Linked DNA regions of Macaca mulatta: region 1 is linked to region 2. Evidence: chromatin contacts called from public Hi-C data. All regions are on one chromosome and are shown on one strand. The core of a region is the stretch at or near the end of the contact, and the rest is flanking DNA. Distances in the headings are between cores, read along the strand shown.

The links. Hi-C and Micro-C count contacts between places; a contact is called where the count stands out from the background.
Region 1: a Hi-C map of liver shows a contact between it and region 2, with 1.9 times the contacts expected there. The contact joins the promoter of QTRT1 here to the promoter of ILF3 in region 2. A contact is called at or near these places in 4 of 14 Hi-C or Micro-C datasets (cortical neurons, fetal cortex germinal zone, fibroblasts and 1 more).

The regions. Positions count from the first base shown.
Region 1 is chr19:11,436,558-11,439,706 of T2T-MMU8v2.0, forward strand. It overlaps QTRT1 (queuine tRNA-ribosyltransferase catalytic subunit 1), which reads left to right and starts at 1,627. Exons shown (of 10, transcript XM_028839809.2): 1 at 1,627-1,888; 2 at 2,128-2,196; 3 at 2,295-2,433. The coding sequence starts at 1,646.
Region 2 is chr19:11,383,808-11,386,831 of T2T-MMU8v2.0, forward strand. ILF3 (interleukin enhancer binding factor 3) reads left to right here and starts at 1,331. Exons shown (of 21, transcript XR_013408884.1): 1 at 1,331-1,539; 2 at 2,402-2,638. LOC144336661 (a long non-coding RNA gene) reads right to left here. Exons shown (of 2, transcript XR_013408919.1): 1 at 1,875-3,024; 2 at 1,356-1,812.

The DNA.
Region 1 (3,149 bases), core at 377-2,876, 53 kb after region 2:
CGGGGGTTATATAGTTATATATTATGTTTTGTTTTGTTTTGTTTTTGAGACAAAGTCTCACTCTGTCACCCAAGCTGGAGTGCAGTGGCAAGATTACAGCTCCCTGCAGCCTCATGAGCCTCAACCTTCCAGGCCTAAGTGATCTTCCTGTCTCAGCCTCCCAAGTAGCTGGGACTACAGGCTCACATCACTACTCTGGTCTAGTATTTTGTTACTTTTGTAGAGAAGGGGTCTCTTATGTTTCCCAGGCTGGTCTCAAACTCCTTGCCTTAAATGACCCACCCTCCTCAGCCTCCCAAAATGCTGGGATTATTGGAGAAAACCACTGTGCCCGGCTTTATTTATTATTATTATAAATGGAACACAACCACCACTCAATAAATCTGCGACCCTTCCTCCCCTTGCTGCATAGAGTCTGGCGCTAGTCGGGTATGTATATATAGGTATACACTGAATGAATGAAAGAATAATTGTGGCCAGGTTCTGAGCCTTAGCCTCTTCTATAAATCTGGGATTCCTTATTTAATTTTTATATTTTTTGAGAGGAGGTCTCACTGTGTCGCCCAGGCTGTAGTGCACTGGCATGATCACAGCTCACGGCCTCATCTGTCTCCTGGGTTCAAGTGATCTTTTTGCTTCAGCCTCCCAAGTAGCTCAGACTACAGAGGGCGCCAGCGTGCCGGGCTAAATTTTTTGTTTGTTTCGTTGGTAGAGACGAAGTCTCATTATTTTGCCCAGGCTGGTCCCGAACCTCTGGGCTCAACTGATTTACCGCCTTGGCCTCCCAAATTGATGGGATTACAGGCGTGAGCCACTGCACCCAGCCTCCTTCTTTTATTGAATAAACTAATGCTAACTGAACCCTTAATATGTGCTAGGTCCTGTAGTAATCTCTTTTTTTTTTTTTTTTTTTTTTTTTGAGACGGAGTCTCACTCTGTAGCCCAGGCTGGAGTGCAGTGGCCGGATCTCAGCTCACTGCAAGCTCCGCCTCCCGGGTTCACGCCATTCTCCGGCCTCAGCCTCCCAAGTAGCTGGGACTACAGGCGCCCGCCACCTCGCCCGGCTAGTTTTTTTTTTTTTGTATTTCTTAGTAGAGACGGGGTTTCACCGTGTTAGCCAGGATGGTCTCGATCTCCTGACCTCGTGATCCACCCGTCTCGGCCTCCCAAAGTGCTGGGATTGCAGGCTTGAGCCACCGCGCCCGGCCGGTCCTGTACTAATCTCTTGGTACAAAGCAATGAACAAGATGCAACAAAAGCGCCACCAATAACTCACTGCAGCCTGGGCCAAGCACTGTGTAAAGATCTATACATCATCTTTATTCAATCCTTAAAACGTCTTTATGCCGAGATGCTGTAATTCGCCACATTTTATGCAAGAGAAAATTATGGCTAAGAGATTCTCTGATTGTAGCTCGAAAGTGCTAGGGATGAGATTCGTTCCCAGCGCAATTTTGATTCTTCGCTTTAGCGTGTTGCGGGTAGGAATTAAGTGGGCGCCCAGCCAGGACCAGGGGTTCAAATCCGTTGCCATGGTCCCCCGACGCTTTCCCGGGCTCCAGAACGGGGTCGCGCTGTCACGTGACAGCAGCCAACATGGCGCCGCCCACTGTGTGGTATGGCCCACGTGGTCCCGACAGTCAAGATGGCGGGAGTAGCCACCCAGGCTTCCCTGGAGTCGGCCCCACGGATCATGCGGCTGGTGGCCGAATGCAGCCGCTCCAGGGCCCGGGCAGGCGAGCTGCGGCTGCCTCATGGGACAGTGGCAACTCCTGTGTTCATGCCAGTGGGCACGCAGGCCACCATGAAGGGCATCACGACAGAGCAGCTGGACGCTCTGGGTTGCCGCATCTGCCTGGGCAATACCTACCATCTGGGTCTAAGGCCGGTGGGTGGGCTCTGCCCGCGCGGGGAGGCGGCGAGGCGTGGGGAGCCATGGAGCGTCCTCCAGGCCCGGACACTCCTCCCAAAGTCAATCGACCAGCCGTATTGAGCGCCCCCCCATGACCAGGCCTTGTGCTGGGCGTGAAAGAGCAGCGGGGACTAAAGCTGGCCAGCTCTGTCTCTCAAGAAGGGCCCCCAGGGACGCTGTCATCCCTAACCTGACACTTTCTTCTATCAACCCAGGGACCCGAACTGATCCAGAAAGCCAACGGTCTCCACGGCTTCATGAATTGGCCACATAATCTGCTAACGGTGAGCTGAGGAGAGAGCCGGCGTCCTAGGGCGCTTCTCTGGAGTGAGGGGTCCCCCATCTCCACCCCCTGACAGCCTTGCGGTGGGGTTTCCCTTAGGACAGCGGCGGTTTCCAGATGGTGTCACTGGTGTCTCTGTCCGAGGTGACGGAGGAGGGCGTCCGCTTCCGCTCTCCCTACGACGGCAGTGAGACCCTGCTGAGCCCGGAGAAATCCGTGCAGATCCAGAACGCGCTGGGTGAGAGGACCCTGGGGAGCCGCCCCCTTACCCTGTCTGTCAGGGGGTGAAGGTGACACAGGGCCTGTTCTTTAGGTGTTGTGTGGCTTTGAGCAGGTCACTCCTCGCAGAGCTTCAGTTGAACCAACTCAAAGCGGGGGTAAATAGTAGCAGGTCTTTGGTAGAATTGTTGACAAGTACATATGAGATGATGTCGTAAATCTCCATGCCAGCCATGTAGTAGCTTAAGTATTATTATTGCAATTTTTCTCTCAGCAAATTAAGACTGGATGTAGAAGCTCATGCCTGTAATCCCAGCAATTTGGGAAACTGAGGTGGGAAGATCACTTGAGGCCGGGAGTTGGAGACCAGCTTGGGCAATACAGGGAGACCCTGTCTCTACCAAAAAAATAAATTTAAAAAACAAATTGGCCGGGCGCGGTGGCTCACGCCTGTAATCCCAGCACTTTGGGAGGCCGAGGCGGGCGGATCACAAGGTCAGGAGATCGAGACCACGGTGAAACCCCGTCTCTACTAAAAATACAAAAAATTAGCCGGGCGCGCTTGTGGGCGCCTGTAGTCCCAGCTACTCGGGAGGCTGAGGCAGGAGAATGGCGTGAACCCGGGAGGCGGAGCTTGCAGTGAGCCGAGATCCCGCCACTGCACTCCAGCCTAGGCGACAGAGTGAGACTCTGTCTCAAAAAAAAAAACAACAAAAAAAAACAAATTAATTGTAC
Region 2 (3,024 bases), core at 81-2,580:
TGCACTCACTGCAAGCTCCGCGTCCCGGGTTCACGCCATTCTGCTGCCTCAGCCTCCCGGGTAGCTCGGACTAATGGCGCCCGCCACCACGCCCGGCTAATTTTTTTGTGTTTTCAGTAGAGACAGGGTTTCACCGTGTTAGCCAGGACGGTCTTGATCTCCTGACGTCGTGATCCGCCTGCCTCCGCCTCCCAAAGTGCTGGGATTACAGGCTTGAGCCGCCGCGCCCGGCCTTCCTTGCTCTTCTTGCTCCAAATCCTGGGAACATTTTAATCAACAGGCGGGCATCTGTCAAACCTCCCTAGCAACTACGCCTGCGGATGGCCAACCCGACCCTGGCAGAGCGTGGGGTTTAGTTTAAGCACAGACTGCACATCGGGGACCTCATAAGGCGCCTGGGAGCATTCAAGGACACCACGGTTTTAAGGACAAGGCACTCGGTCACGGGCGCCTTTACTTCGGAGCTCCGCGCTGTTGCTGGCCGAGCGTATGTAGAGTCCCAGCCCCAACTTTCCCAGGAACTGGCCGTGAGCCCTCTAGTGTGATATTTTTTGGCCTGGGCCTCAGTTTCTCCATCTGTCAATCGGGAAAGGGGAAAGCGGGCTGGAGAATCCCGACCAGGTCGGCTGTAGCCTTCGGAAGCTACGGCCCGGGGAGGCTACACCAAGGCAGGTCCGTGGGACGAAAGAACGCGCGCGCTCATTGGCGCCGGTCCCTGGATGAAGGGACAGAAACGAGGAGACGCTGGACCTGGCCGTTCTTCGCACGCATCTCTGACCTTCTGTGCCTCTCAAGAGAGATGCGGGAAGCATAGCCACCTCTACTGTAGCACGAAAGTCTCCGGCCAACATACCGCCACTAAGGTACACATGCGTCAAAGCCTCTCAGAGCCATTTCCGCTAACGTACTCAGGGCAACGGGCGTAAGATGGCGGACGCGCAGGCGCGAAATGCCGCAGCCGTGGGGAGGCTCCGCCTCTCACGCTTGCCTTGCATCACGTGGTAATGGCAGCTCAAAAACCGCCTTAGCAAAAACCAGAGCGTGACCTCGTCACGTGATAGAGGACTCCCAATACGGCAAAGGGAAGGCGCCAAAAGTTCTTGTCAGATGGCGAAGGAAACTGCGAAATTCGCCATTGTCACATGATAGAGTAACCTATCGAAAGCGGAGGGAAAGGTGCCGAAGTCACGTGACTATGCACGCAAACACCCAGGCTTGTCCCACGTGATAACGCACGCCCGCCCCAAGACCCCCCTCTTTTCGCTCCTCCCTCCCATTTGTGTTGGGCCTGCGTCGAGGCGCAACGCGGCGTCAAAGGGGGCGGGGCTTCAGCTGATCACGTGTTCCCGCACCTCCCCGGCGCGCGCCTGCCCGCCCGCCCGCTCGCCCCCGGTCCGGACTCCTCCTCCTCCTCTTCTCGCCATTGCAGTTGGACCCAGCAGCCGGCGCGCACCGCGTGGCTTTTTGGGGGAGACCCCGGCGGGCTGTGGCAGGAGGGCGGCGGCGGCGGCTGCGGTCGAAGAAGGGGACGCCGACAAGGTAAGCGTCAATGTGGCGGCGGCCGGGCCCGCTCCCGCCTCTGCCCCTCCCCCCGCCCGCCTTCCTCACCGAGGTCCCCACCGAGGGTTCGCGGAGACAAGGCTGGAGGGGTCCCGCGCTCGCCGCCTCCGCCCGGTCCCCTCATCCCGGCGGCTGACCGGTATCTCCCTTGCCGGCCTCGCTCCCGCGCTCGGCCGTTAACTCTCCTCCATTGTGCGGAGGAAACAAAATGGCGGCGACGGCGGCGGCGAGGACTCGGTGCGCGCGCAGCCGCTCCCCCCCACACGCGGCCCCTCGGCCGGCGGCGGCGCCACGCGCGGGGGGTGCGCGCGCACCGGGCCCCCGGCCGCCGCCTCCCCGGGGCCGGGCTTTGTCTGTTGCGGCCTCCTGGGGACGCGTGCACGTGCCTGGAGCACACACCCCCTCGGGTCCCGAGCTTCGCGGCGGGGCGACCCCCCTTCCTCACTCCTTCTTTCCTATTCCCTCCACCTCTTTGTCCCAGTCCCGCCCCCGGTTCCAGGAGAGTCCCAGGTTCCTGAGGCGGGAAACGTTGCCTCCTTTGTCCTCACGGGGCGCGGAGAGGCGGACCCCTCCTTGGAAGCCCCTTCCCACGCGGACTGCAGAGGAAGCCTTTGTGGGTTCGTCGGGTTTCCAAATCTCTAGTCAGCCAGGTCTCTCTCAGATCAGGGTCCAAATTTGGAAGGGTTTCAGCTTTCTTTTTCTTTAGTTCATTTGTTTTCGTTTTTGAATGTTTTTCCAGATCGTATTTGCCTTCCCTAGAACGGCAGTCTGTTAGGGTGCAAGCTTGGGCCCTGAAACGTGGATGCTTAAAACCCCTTTCTACCTTTATTTTTCCTCGTAGTTGAGCGATTGAGATTCTCGAGGTTACGCAGGAGGTTCTGCCCCAGTTAATCTACCGCCTGGATGAATTATTTGGGGTGTACGGCGGTCTGCATGCTCTCCCCCAGTTCCGTGACCAAATTTGAGGAGAGTAAGGGATCTCTTCTTCATATATCCAACATTGATTGCCAGTTGCTGCTTAGGTGACATGGATCAGCAACGAAGCATCAGTTTCAGTGGCATCCTTTTCTGGACTCCGGTAATTCAATGATGCTGAATCTCTTTCAAGATTTTGCTCACTTTAAAATGAGCGGTGTGATGGCATATTTGTGGTCCACATGGAATCGCGAGGTGCCATCCGAAGTTAGGGTTGAAATTTAGGACTTTTTAAGCTCTCTTTTCCTCAGGTATTTGTGGTTGGGAATCTCCATGGATTGCTCAAAGTGCTGCCACTATGCCTTGTGCTTGATGCTTTGTGTGTGGTCTCGTGGGATGTAGTTACAGCAGCCGCCCAGACTGTGAATTAAGTATGGGAACCAGGGCCTCATTCACAGCTGGAAAGCAGGGGGAGGCCGCAGGACACTTGCAGGTGCTCCTCTCCCTGTTCTGTGGTGCCGGGGTCCCTTGCCTATGTGAGTGGCTCGT